Regions from separate parts of the Zea mays genome. Here region 1 is linked to region 2. A link is a contact called in public Hi-C data. All regions are on one chromosome and are shown on one strand. The core of a region is the stretch at or near the end of the contact, and the rest is flanking DNA. Distances in the headings are between cores, read along the strand shown. Region 1 holds the start of LOC103645992 (wall-associated receptor kinase 4). Region 2 holds the start of LOC103645990.

Region 1 (6,313 bases), core at 128-2,627, 180 kb before region 2:
ATCCAATGTTTCATAGGAGGGAACTTTACCTGATAGTATTTTATTTTCTCAGCAGTCCAATGATGATGCATTAAGTTCATGGGATATTGAAGCCATGAGACATGCATGCGAGGTTATTGGGGAGGACATAATGTGCATGCTATATCTTTTCTATGCTATATATGGACACCTGTTACATGTGCTAGATGATATCGAGTTTTATGAAAAGCGGGTAGAATGCTTGGTGAGTTAATAGTATGAATAGCCTCTTACTGAGCAGCGGATCTTTTTCTATCTATCCGCTTTGGGCTCTGCCTTACCTCCTTTCTTTCCTGTCGTCTCAAGTCAGTGTCCTTTGCTTTTTTGATCAATTTCACAAGCAATAAGCTCCACTTTCTGATATTTGCTCTTCTGAATCGTTTCTAGATATTGGAGCTTCTGGCCCCATTGCAAGTGCAAATCCATTGTGTTTTGCATTGTAATGGTTCCGTTGCGAAGCACGGGCAATTACCTAGTTGTAGTGAAGAGCCTAACTCTGTTCCAAAATATAATTTGTTTTAGACTAAATAATCATTCATTAATTGATCTACGAATGTTGTTTGTATGTAAGTTTACCTTCATTATTATTCGGATGAGTGTGGACAGAAAAAAGAGAAATATAAAGGAATGGAGGGATTATTGTGGTTCCTTGGTCGGACGGTGGAAACACCAGTGCAAACTATTGTCATATCCACTGATCCACAAGATAGTCCCACTAGAACTTATTGCCTGTTGCCTATCATCAATTCATCATGCCTCTTGCCTCATGCGTGCTTTTTCCTTGGAAAAAGAATAGTAGCTTCGAACGTCGTGGTGCGTTGACTCGTATCGTGGCAGGTCTTCCACTGGAATTTGTCTGCCCGTTACCTCCTGGTGCTGCTAAGTGCTAATCATAGTACACCAGCGAAAAGACTGCTGCCTAACCTACTGGTGCTGCTAAGTGCTAATCATAGTACACCAGCGAAAAGACCGACGACTCGTTTGTATCCTTAAAATTGAATTTCATTCTAATAATAATAATTTAGGCATATATCAATTAAGTTAATTCAGTTTCATATAAAATATATTTGTATATTATTATTAGCAAGACGTTAGAGATATTTATGTACTATATTTTTAATATAAAGATATGAGCCGAAGAACGTTCTAGAAATTATAGAGTAGAAACAAATTCTAGTGATACATAAAATCATTTCTCATCCTCCACCCTATAAATTTAAGATAAACTTATATCTAAACTTTGAATAGTGATAAAATGTTAAATTTCAAACTAAATAGATTATTTTATTAAGTAAATTCTAATTCGTCAAAAATAAATGGATAAATGCCCGTGAAAGAAATCCACGAAAATCACGCAACAATACACGTCCAGCAGAGACCAGAGTCCAGACTAGCAAATGATTCCTTAGCAGTTCCCTGCATGCCTTCTCGCTCGCCGGCATGCCGGCCGCGTGGAAGAAACCGCCGATCAGCCGCTGACGCGGTTGCACGACCACTCGCCCTGGCGCTCATTCTCGTCTCTACCCTGCCTCGCGCCGCGCACTCGCAGGATCTGGCGCTGCCACCAGTCCAGCCACGTGGTGTGAGGAGGACGATGACGTGCGACAACATCCCGGAGCCCTTCGGCACAAGATCTAGAGGCGCGTCGCGTCTACCCGGCTTCGAGGTGACGTGCGGGCCAAACAGGGAGGCCATGCTGTCCATCGGCGGCGATGCATACATGATCGATTTCGTGTCGGTGTCGGGCAGCTACGTGGTCGTCTTCGCGGAGCCCATCACGCAGGTGTGCTACGACGGCAAGGGCAAGCCGACGCCGGACACTGGAACCGGCGCCAAGAGCTCGGAAGGGACGACGACGACGTTCACTTGGAGCTTGGAAGGGACGCCCTTCACTTTCTCCAAGAGTAACAAGCTGGTCAACTTCGGCTGCAACCGCACGCTCATGGCTAACTTCTTCATCGTGCCCGGTGATTCCAGCCCGCTATACACCAGCTGCACCACCACGTGCAACACCCTCCAAATCAGCGGCTCTTGCCTTGGGGAAGCCTGCTGCGAGGCCCCCATGGACCAGGTGAACGGCGCCAAGGCGTTCAGCCTGTCGTTCGAAAGGACCACGGCCAACGGCACCGGCGAGGAGGACGGAACCTGCAGCGCCGCGTTCTTCCTGGACAAAGACGAGACGGTCTTCACGTTCAGTGGCGATGAGGTACGGCCGCTAAAAACAGCCTTGCTGCCACCAGGTGAGCGCAGGATGGTTTTGGATTGGGCGATTGGGAGCACCAGCTGCGAGCAAACTCAGAGCTACACCTTCGAGAAACTGTGCAAGTACGGCACCTGCGTCGACGCGCCCACCGGAGCGGGCTATCTCTGCAAATGCCCTAGCGGGTACGACGGGAATCCGTACGTCAGTGACGGATGCCAAGGTGAAATTTCTTCTTCATTATTTGGGTGTTTGTTTGAGCTTAGAATCAGATTGAGGCCGTCAGAATCAGCTTCTAGCAGCTAAATGTTTTGTTCCTTAGTGAGAATCGTTTTCGTAAAAAAATATCTAAATCAATGTAAACACAAAATCTATCGAGTCATGATGATAAAAGGAATTCGTCATTTAGATTCTAAACCCTATAAATCTCTTTATCTTCTTTCGCACATCAGACCCACGATATTCAAGTTCACAGCTAGATTTTCCAAGAATCTAGATTTTTAGAAAAGCTCGTCACAAAAAGCTAAACCAAACATGCCCTTTATCCTATATTTTCTTTATTTCATTTCTCACTTTGCCCTTTCCCGACAATCCTTTAGAGCAAGTTTAATAATAGAACTCATAGTAGGCTCTAAATCATTGTCCTATCATCTAGAACCAAAAATAGTGAGCTATAAGGTTGGCTATTAGATTATTTCTTATCTCTTTCCTTTCATCCTTTCGTCTTGTAGCCTTGTAGCAGCCGACTCTTTCACGAGAGCTCACTTCTTCTACTCTTTAATGTCTCTCGTACACATAAGCAAAAAATATACATCAAATATTGTATAAACCTACTAATTTGCTAAAACGAATTTTAATTTAGGGAGGGGTATTATTCTTTCAGTCTGGTTCGTACAAGAGTTTTCATTTGTAACGTAGTACAGTTTTATTGTCTGTTATGGAGACAAATACTTTCACCTTGCTTTCTGACACGAAGTGTGTTGCTCCCTTTGTCAAGATATCAACGAATGCCGGAATTACAATAGTAATAATTGCACCTATCAGAACCTCTGCAACAATACTTTGGGAGGCTATACTTGTTCTTGCCCCGAGAATAATATTGGTGACGGTTACAGGACAGGAACAGGCTGCAACACCACTCTTGCGACACCTGGTAATAATGTTCTACGTTTCAAACTTCAATTGTCAATTTATAGCAAACTATAATCTCTCAACCCATGCCATTGCACAAGTTAGAATATTCGGAGTATGATCATTAGTAGTGTGTATTTTTTCCATCCATATCTATATGTTTTCTTTTTCTATACCACACCTCCACGTATTTCAATATACATTTAGTTAAAGTTTTAGCTTACAATAGCTCTTACCATAACTCAAGCTTCATGAGTCATGACGTCATTGATTTTTCAAATTTTAGTCTCATTAGTTTGTACAACTTTTATAAAAAAACCAATAAGTCTTTTTCTTATGGTACCTTTTATGAAAACTCTACTTCATATTTTATTAAAATAAGAATTTAGACCTTATAGTTACCACAATACCAAAAAAAGTCATTTAAGCTCAATAAAATATTATTATTTATGTCTAAAATTTACTGTATGCTCAAAAGGCATATACAAAAAATAAGGGAGGTTATTGACACTTTTTTGTCTGCACTTACCTCATCTAATGTTCAAGGTATTAATTTCTATATGAAAGGTAAATCCTGAACTAATGGAGATATATGCCTATATATTCCTTGATTACATTTAGAGGTACTAACGAAAGATCTAACAATGAATGTTCTTTCATGCTGCAGTTTCTCCTTCACAACAACCTCAAGGTACATGTTCTGTATAACTTGTTCGTTGCTACGAGTGTACGAATCAATTAGTTCATCATGACTATCATCCTTTGAGATTTGTTTAGCAGTACTTCAATTCACTCTGGTCCACATGTATTGGGATGCATTGGAGTAGAGAATTAACAGTTTTAATTTTCATTCTGATTTATCCTAATGCACATTGATTTATCCTTTGAGACGTCGTTGATGATCCTTGGCTATCTATCAGGTATCAACGTGTGTGATCACCCGGAAAAGAACCCTTGTACATACATTAAGTATTGCATTGATTTGGAAGGAGTTGTTTCGTGCGCCTGCCCTGAAGGGATGAGTGGCGATGGCAGGAAAAACGGTAGAGGCTGCTGTTTTAGCTGTCAAAAGCACTTCCCTCTTGACACAGTTTTGGGTAACTTCAACAAACCTCAATGCATAGCACATGCATACCACATTACATCAATGCATATTAATCAACAAACTCCTTCAAAAAAGATTAAACATGCCAAGTAATCTTGTACCATGCACAATCTGCAGCAAAATAATCAATTCAACAGTCATCACTCATCAGTCATTCAGTCCTATTTGTAGTGGTCTCAGTAGTGTTACTCCCACACATGCAGGTGTAAGTCTTGTGCTTATGGTTACAACGACCACTGCTGCGTCGTGCTACTGCTGGGCAGTAAAGAAAAGAGAGCTAGGAAGAAAGAGAGCGGAATTATTCAGGAAGAATGGTGGCTTACTCCTGCAGCAGAGATTTTCAACAATCACATCTCAAGGCGAGGACCAATATTCATCAAAGATATTCAGTGCGGAAGAGCTCAAGGCTGCTACTGACAACTATAGCGAGAGTCGAATACTTGGCCGAGGTGGACAAGGCACAGTGTACAAGGGCATTCTTCCAGATCAAACTGTAGTCGCCATAAAAAAGTCCAAGGTGTTCGATGAGAGCCAAGTGGAGCAATTTGTCAATGAGATTGCCATCTTGTCACAGATTGATCACCCAAATGTTGTCAAGCTTTTGGGATGTTGTTTAGAGACACAGGTACCATTGCTGGTTTATGAGTTCATATCTAATGGAACACTCTTCCAGCACATCCACAACAGAAATGCAACTCGCCCTCTAACATGGGAAGACTGCTTAAGGATAGCTGCAGAGACTGCAGACGCACTTGCCTATCTGCACTCCGCGTCTTCTATACCTATCATACACAGAGACATCAAATCAAGCAACATTCTGTTGGATGGGAACTTCGTGGCTAAAATAGCAGACTTCGGTGCATCAAGATCAGTCCCATTTGATCAAACCCATATAACTACTCTTATTCAGGGGACTATTGGGTACCTCGATCCCGAATATTTCCAAAGCAGCCAACTCACCGAGAAGAGTGACGTTTACAGTTTCGGAGTCGTTCTTGCAGAACTGTTGACCAGGCAAAAACCTATTTCTGCAGCAAGGCCGGAAGATTCATGTAACTTGGCTATGCATCTGGTGGTTCTATTTAATAAAGGGCGCCTACTTCAGGAGATAGAGCCACACATTTTGGCCGAAGCAGGTGAAGACCAATGTTATGCCGTTGCAGAGCTTTCAGTGAGATGCTTAAACGTGAAGGGAGAAGAACGGCCTGCCATGGTGGTGGTGGCTTCTGTTTTACAAGAGCTAAGAAGGTCATTCACCATAGACCAGGCTGTCGGAATAAAAGATGAATCGATACAGGAAAACAGTGAACAAGAAGAGAAACATCTACATGAGTCCAGATCAATTCCCAGTTTGCAGTCATCAGAAGTAAGCACACAATGTAGCATGGAGGCCAAAATGTCATCTTTTTGTTGACAAAATAAGCAAATTTTATATTAAAATCAGAACACATATACTGTGACAATCTCATAAACTAATATAAGTATAGCTCGTATACCAGTTAAATTAAAAACATAAATATAAATACTAGTATAAACATAGCCCATAGACTAGTCATATTAAACAACGTGAACAGTAAATGCCAGTGTAATCATAGCGCTTATAATAATTAAATTAATCAGCATGAACAAAAACATTTAATCACATGGTGTATACCTTTCGACCACAGAGGAAGACGATGTTGTTGATGGTGGTACAAAGTCATTGATGAGTAGTGAAAGAACTTAGAGCAACTAATGATATATAAATACATTGGGACATAGCACCGCCTCACTTGGATGAAAGACGATCCATCGTAGAAGTTGGACATAGTCACGAGAAAAGCGCTTTCTAAAAACCTTATTCGTTCTTTTGTTGTGCA
Region 2 (6,306 bases), core at 2,455-4,954:
GGACCTCCCTTTTATAGATGCAAGGAGAGGGTCCAGATATACAATGGGGGGTGTAGCTATGCGCTAACGTGTCTGGCAGAGAAGTGCCTGAGCCCTGTGTACATGCTAATGTGGCTGTCAGAGAAGTGCTTGAGCCCTGTGTACGTGATAACGTGGCCGTCGGAGAAGTGCCGGAGCCCTGTAGTAAGCACAGCTGGCGGTGCGGTTGGGATCCTGCTGACGTCCCCTTGCTTCCATAGGGGGCTGAGAACCACCGACGTCATAGACGTACGTGGGGAACCATCATTACCTGTTACCGGGGCGAGCCAGATGGGACGCCGGTCTTGTTCCCTCGTAGCCTGAGCTAGCTAGGGGTAGGGTAATGATGTATCCCCTGTGGCGCGGTCGGTCTGAGCCCAAGGTCGGGCGAGGCGAAGACTTCTCCTGAGGCCGAGGTCGGGGTCGGGCGAGGACGCGATTCCTCCCTAGGCCAAGGCTGAGGCCAAGTCCCGGGGTCGGGCGAGGCGGAGACCTCCTCCCGAGGCCGAGGCCTAAGGTCGGGCGAGGCGGAGCTTCCTGTTGCGCCCGAGGCTGAACTCGGCTGTTGTCAGCCTTACCCGGGTGGTTGGCACAGCAGTCGGAGCAGGGCAAGCGGCACTGTTTTCCCGTCAGATCGGTCAGTGAAGGGGTGAAGCGACTGCGGTCACTTCGACCTTGCCGACTGCGGCACACATGTCAGGATAAGGTGTCAGACGATCTTCGCATTGAATGCGCCTGCGATACGGTCGGTTGGTAAGGCGATTTGGTCAAGGTTGCTTCACGACGAAGCCTGCCCGAGCTGGGCTTCAGGCGAGCTGAGGGTGCGCCCATCGCCTGAGGAGGCCCTCGGGCGAGGCGTGAATTCGTCCGGGACTACTGTTCCCGCCCGAGGCCGGGCTCGAGCGAGGCGAGATTGCGTCCCTTGGTAGACGAGGCCTTGACCTGAACCGTGCCCATCAGTCTTTGCGGTTTGTGCTGAGGGTGCTTACCAGCCGTGTTTAGGAGTATTGGGGGTACCCCTAATTACGGTACCCGACATATATATTTAGGACTCTAAACATTATGCTTCGTAATAATGTCATCTGAAAGATTTGATTCGTACAAAAGGTACTACAAACATATTCTAATTGATTATACTGCCATTAACTATGTATTCTTTTTTTTTCTAGTCTAATCTCGTGTATTTTGTCTGAAACAGGACAGTTTTAAAACTCTGTCAAGTACACAATAGGTCCCGTTTGTTTCCTTTCATTTCGAGGAATTAAAATCTTACTAATAGAATAGTCTATTTTTTTAGAATGTGACATTGCACCACTTTCCAAAGTTATCATATAAGTCTATCTCAAATTTATGAGGTGAGAGATGCAAATTGATTCTATAGATTTACATGCTATTTTTCCAATGTACAACTTATAGCATACTCATCTACTTGCTTCGCTATAACATAAATGTAGTGTATAATTATCTATCTCATATGATTTAAGATAATATATAAATATATTACATATATAAATATATAAATTTAATTAGTTTTGTAATTTAAAAGATCTGGCCACCAGGATCACGCCAACATCTCGCCGTCTGCTGCTGCTCGCCTAACAGCTCACCACCAGGTTTGGTGGTGCTGATGGCTGAACAACTGCTACTGCTCGCCGAACATCTCGTTATAGAGATCGTCTGCTACAATGATAATCAACCAACAACCAACAGTAAATTGCAAACACTAATGCTACCGTACGTGCGATTGATGATGGATGCAGCTACATGGTACAAGACCTCACTGGCCCTTTCTCTTGGGGTAAAAATCGTCGTCATTCCTGTCCTGAGCCTCATGGTGCTGCTCACCAACAGAGACGATCACGAACAGTAGCGTGTAGAGGACAATTTACTCGAAACGAATGGATTCATCTCATAAATGTTAAATAGCCACAAATAATCATAAAAATGTGCTGATTCACACCTCATCACAAAAAAAAATAATGAGTTTATATAAAATATATTTTCATCTAAAAAATAGAACTTGAAAAGAGACGACATCTATGATCCTCACGAGCTTTTTGGATGGCTGGTATCCCGAATACTCGGCTTCATAAATATAGTCACCCGAATGTGTCAATTGCAACTGTAGTATTATAACAGCAGCTCGTTCGTTCGTTTGGTACCGTGGACGAGTTTAGCTGTTCTGGGACGATTTGAATGAGATTAGGAAGATGAATAGGACGACGACGTCCTCCTCGCTGCTCTCGGCCGCGGTCGCCTCCACACCGCTGCACGCACGCACTAGGGTGCTCGTCGTCCCGCGGATCGCGACGCAGCTCTCATCCACGGAGGAGGATGTCAGCGAGCCTTCGACGACACCACCAGCTCCGACGAGGACGCCGAACTGGCGGAGGAGGTGTCCAACGGCTTCTTCATCGTCGCCAGGCTGCCGCCGTCGCCGACGTCCAAGGACCCGAGCCCGGTCCCCGAGGGCGGGGACGACTTGGGCACTGCGGAGGAGTCGCTGGACAGGACTAGACTCTACCGCGCGCGCCATGGCGCTGCTGGTAGGCACGCGGCTGTCCTCGCTCTCCTCGGCGTCCTCCTCGCCGCTCTCGCCTGCCCATCGACGGCGGATTGAGGAACATGCAAACATCGGCCAGTGAAGGGACAGTAGCAAACACCGGACGACGCTGGGGAGACTCCCTCTCCACGGACTCCTCTGGCTGGCACGCACCTTCGATGTTGGCCGCGAACTCGTCGATTGCGAGGACCAGCGCCGGGACTGGCGGCGGCTCCATTGCCGACGAGCTCAGCTGCAGCCGAGCGTGGGAAGAAGCCGAACGAAGAAGAATGGGGAGTCCCGAGTTGGATCTGTTATGAGTAACGAAGAGTAGTTCTTCAACGAAACAAAACGGCCACCCTGTACTTTAGTTTTCGGTTGATGACACTCGGCAGCGAGTAAACCTCTGCACGATATCAAATTTGCAAACAAACGGCAGTTATAATACCGCAAATCCAATTGCAAGGTTGAGGATAATAATTTTACGAAGCCCTTGGTTCGGGATACCGAAGATCCAATAAACTCGATCCTCACAGGGAGAGCAGGCGAGGCGGTACTGGCCAACGCGACCTATGCGGCTACGCCAGAACGGTGCTCAACGCGGCAGCCATGGCTGTCCCAGGGAGTGCCGGCGAGGCGGCCCTAGCGAGCACGACTTTGGCTAGCACATCCTCGCTGAGCACGACTGTTGGCACGGCCCGCGCGTCCTCCTTCAGCTCGATCGTGGTGAGCTCAGTGGACGGCGTGTCGAGGGTGAATCTGGCGGACGATGTGGCGAGGTCGACCTTGGCGGACTGCGCGGCCCGTCTGGTGGCTCCTGTGCGAATCGTCCATAGCACGAGACTCGGCGAGAGAATTTGTAGATAGAGATAGGAAAGAGATCGTAAAAGCATACAGGGGTATTTTTGTCTCTTTGATGCTAAATACATGGAAATAAATTAAAAAAGAGAGAATACATTGGTTAATGACAGTATAATCAATTAAAATATGTTTGTAGTACCATTGTACGAAACAAATATTTTAGATGGCATTATTATAAAGCATAATATTTAGAATCTCAAATATGCAATTTTCTCGCCGGAGATAATCTAATAGTAAGATCGACAAGCAAACTGCCTTCTCCTTTAGCGCTCAATCCTCGTCAGCCCAGCCCTTTGCCCTCTCCAATCTCCACGAAAAGGGACTGACGAGTGACGGACTCGAAGCCCGAGGAGACGAGGCCACGGCCGCGGAACAGAGGGGAGAGACGAACCGCCTCCTCACTTCCTCAGTACTCATTTCTTTCACGAGAAGCAAAAGATCATTTAAACCCCACCACTCTGATCACCTATGCGGCTTTCCACTGAGCATCAGTCGCACTGCCTTCACTTCACTTGCAGCAACTCCTCGAGTTCGACGCCCCTCCATCCCTTCCCTGCTACTGTGAATATATGCGGCCTGCTCGTCCTTGCGCGAGCGGGTGAACAGTCTTCGAGCGCGATGAGGGAGGAGATGGATTTGGGTGACATCGTGCTCTCCTGGTCGGTGCAGGAGATCACGAACGACGACCTCTACAAGACGAAGGTGATCGATCGATCCTTCGGTTGGCGCGCTCTTGGTTTCGATTATAATTTGAAGGGTGGTTGCCAACTTTAGCGATTTTGTTTTTATGTGTGTTTCTCTCTCTTTCGGGTAGTTATTGCGTCATTTGTGTGAGGAGGTCGATTCGTGGAGTCATGGTTAGATGTTTCCTTTGGTTTTGATGTGTATCCTGCTGTTTATTGGCACGGCTTGTGGCTGCGTGGTAGAAGCTGGCCATTCGGATGTAGGAGACGGCGCCTAGAGTCACTGGCGTTTCCTCAACTCCATGTGAGAACAATCTGACCATAGTTTGTTAGGACCCCTAGCCCCTAGATGATGCACGCTGGTCATACACTGGGCATTGGTGGTGTCACAGCCACAGGGAGGGCGGCGCGTGGCTGGGGGAGGCGCACGTAGGGGCTGGTGAGGTTCGTGAACATAGCCACCCACATAGGGTACCACTATTGAAGGTAAGGGTACAGCTGTCATTTTAAGTGATAGAAACAAGAAAAAAATAAAACTAATCAAATAATGGTGAAATTCTATTTTAGAGAAATTTCTCACGTGTAAGTAGCATTATAGAGAAACCTAATCTGTTAATACTCGTGGAGAAGTCGCTTCATATGAATACTATAATAGCAAAAAAATCATTAGTTCTCATTTGTCCCACCTAACCTCATGAGTTTTCCCCCCGAGAATGCACATGCGTGAAATTACTTCACATGCCCAGTTAAGTTCTTACCGGCCTCACAGGCCCAAAATTAAAACATTAAGGTACTATACTAGGTAACAGAACCACCATGGTATATTGCTATGACTCGCCATCATATGATCCCAAAATTTCTTTGCAAGTTTTCTAAGTAATGAGCAAATATACTGTGTCCACTGCTTTATGTCCACCTTTGTTTTTTCACCAACTGTTTGTCTATTCAGGTGGAGAGGATCCCTTTCAGCTTTGGTTCTCTTGATGACTACTTGCGATCATATATGACACCTCTGATCGAAGAAACAAGATCATGCCTAAACTCGTGCCTTGAGCTCATTGCAGAAGCACCGTCTTCGAAAATACTTTCCTTTAAAGTTGCAGGGAAATCAGGATTGCATTCTATGGATGTTGACTTTTGGGACAATGGTGCTGGTTTTTCTACCGAGACCTACACCGCTAGGAACGGTGACATATTTGTTTTGTCTAACATGAAGCCTGAAGCTGCAGATGACTTCAACCGCTATGGTTTAACATATTGCTTGGCAATGGTTACTGAAGTTTCTATGAATGATGAATATCAGAAGGGCTTCAAAGTGAAAGTTTCAAATAGTACTGGTTTAGAAGGAGACTTTAGTAAACTTGTGCATGCAACATTTCTTGATAATATAATGGCTAACATGCGTATATGGAAAGCACTTTGCTTTGACTCAAGCATGAATAATAATTTTACAATAATCAAGTCACTTTTAGCCCCCAGAAATATGGTAATATACCTTTCAAGTTATTATTTTGTATGTTCCTAATTTTCATGCCATGTCATTGCTAATTAACTCTTTGTTGGTTCCATTGCAGGGTGAAGATGTCTGTTCTGTCTGTGCTAAAAAGGATGACTGTTTAATGTCTTCTGCAGAGCTACCACCAGTTAATCTAAATCAGTCACAATTGGATGCCATTGAATCTATCATCTCTGCTGTAAGATGTAGACATTTGAACCTCACAAAACTTATATGGGGCCCACCAGGTACTGGAAAGACCAAGACTGTTAGTGCTCTATTGTGGGCTTTGGCTTGTTTGAAATGCCGAACTCTTACATGCACTCCCACAAATGTTGCTGTTGTTGGTGTCTGTACTCGATTCCTTCAAAATTTGAAGGAATTCAGCAAGCAGATTGACATATGTGGTCTACCTCTTTCTCTTGGAGATGTTTTGTTATTAGGGAACAGGGACAATATGGACATTTCTGAGGAGATCCAGGAAGTTTTCTTGGATTATCGTGTGGATGAGCTTACAGAGTGCTTTTCATTATTGTCAGGATGGAGGCACATAATTGTTTCAATGATATCATTTTTTGAGGAATGTGGTTCTCGATACGATATGCTTCTTGAATGTGATGGCGGCAGTGATTCTGTATGCTTTTTGGATTTCCTGAAAAAGCAGTTTGATGTTGCAGCAAAAGCTGTAAAGAAATGCATGATGACTT

Evidence for each region. Hi-C and Micro-C count contacts between places; a contact is called where the count stands out from the background.
Region 1: a Hi-C map of ear shows a contact between it and region 2, with 1.8 times the contacts expected there. The contact joins the promoter of LOC103645992 here to the promoter of LOC103645990 in region 2. A contact is called at or near these places in 3 of 25 Hi-C or Micro-C datasets (ear, leaf and tassel).

What each region holds. Positions count from the first base shown.
Region 1 is chr2:13,147,623-13,153,935 of Zm-B73-REFERENCE-NAM-5.0, reverse strand. LOC103645992 (wall-associated receptor kinase 4) reads left to right here and starts at 1,377. Exons shown (of 5, transcript XM_008670731.2): 1 at 1,377-2,441; 2 at 3,216-3,371; 3 at 4,017-4,040; 4 at 4,270-4,446; 5 at 4,658-5,952. The coding sequence starts at 1,439. The coding sequence ends at 5,868.
Region 2 is chr2:12,965,130-12,971,435 of Zm-B73-REFERENCE-NAM-5.0, reverse strand. LOC103645990 reads left to right here and starts at 3,704. Exons shown (of 14, transcript XM_008670729.3): 1 at 3,704-4,123; 2 at 5,054-5,590; 3 at 5,679-6,306. The coding sequence starts at 3,890.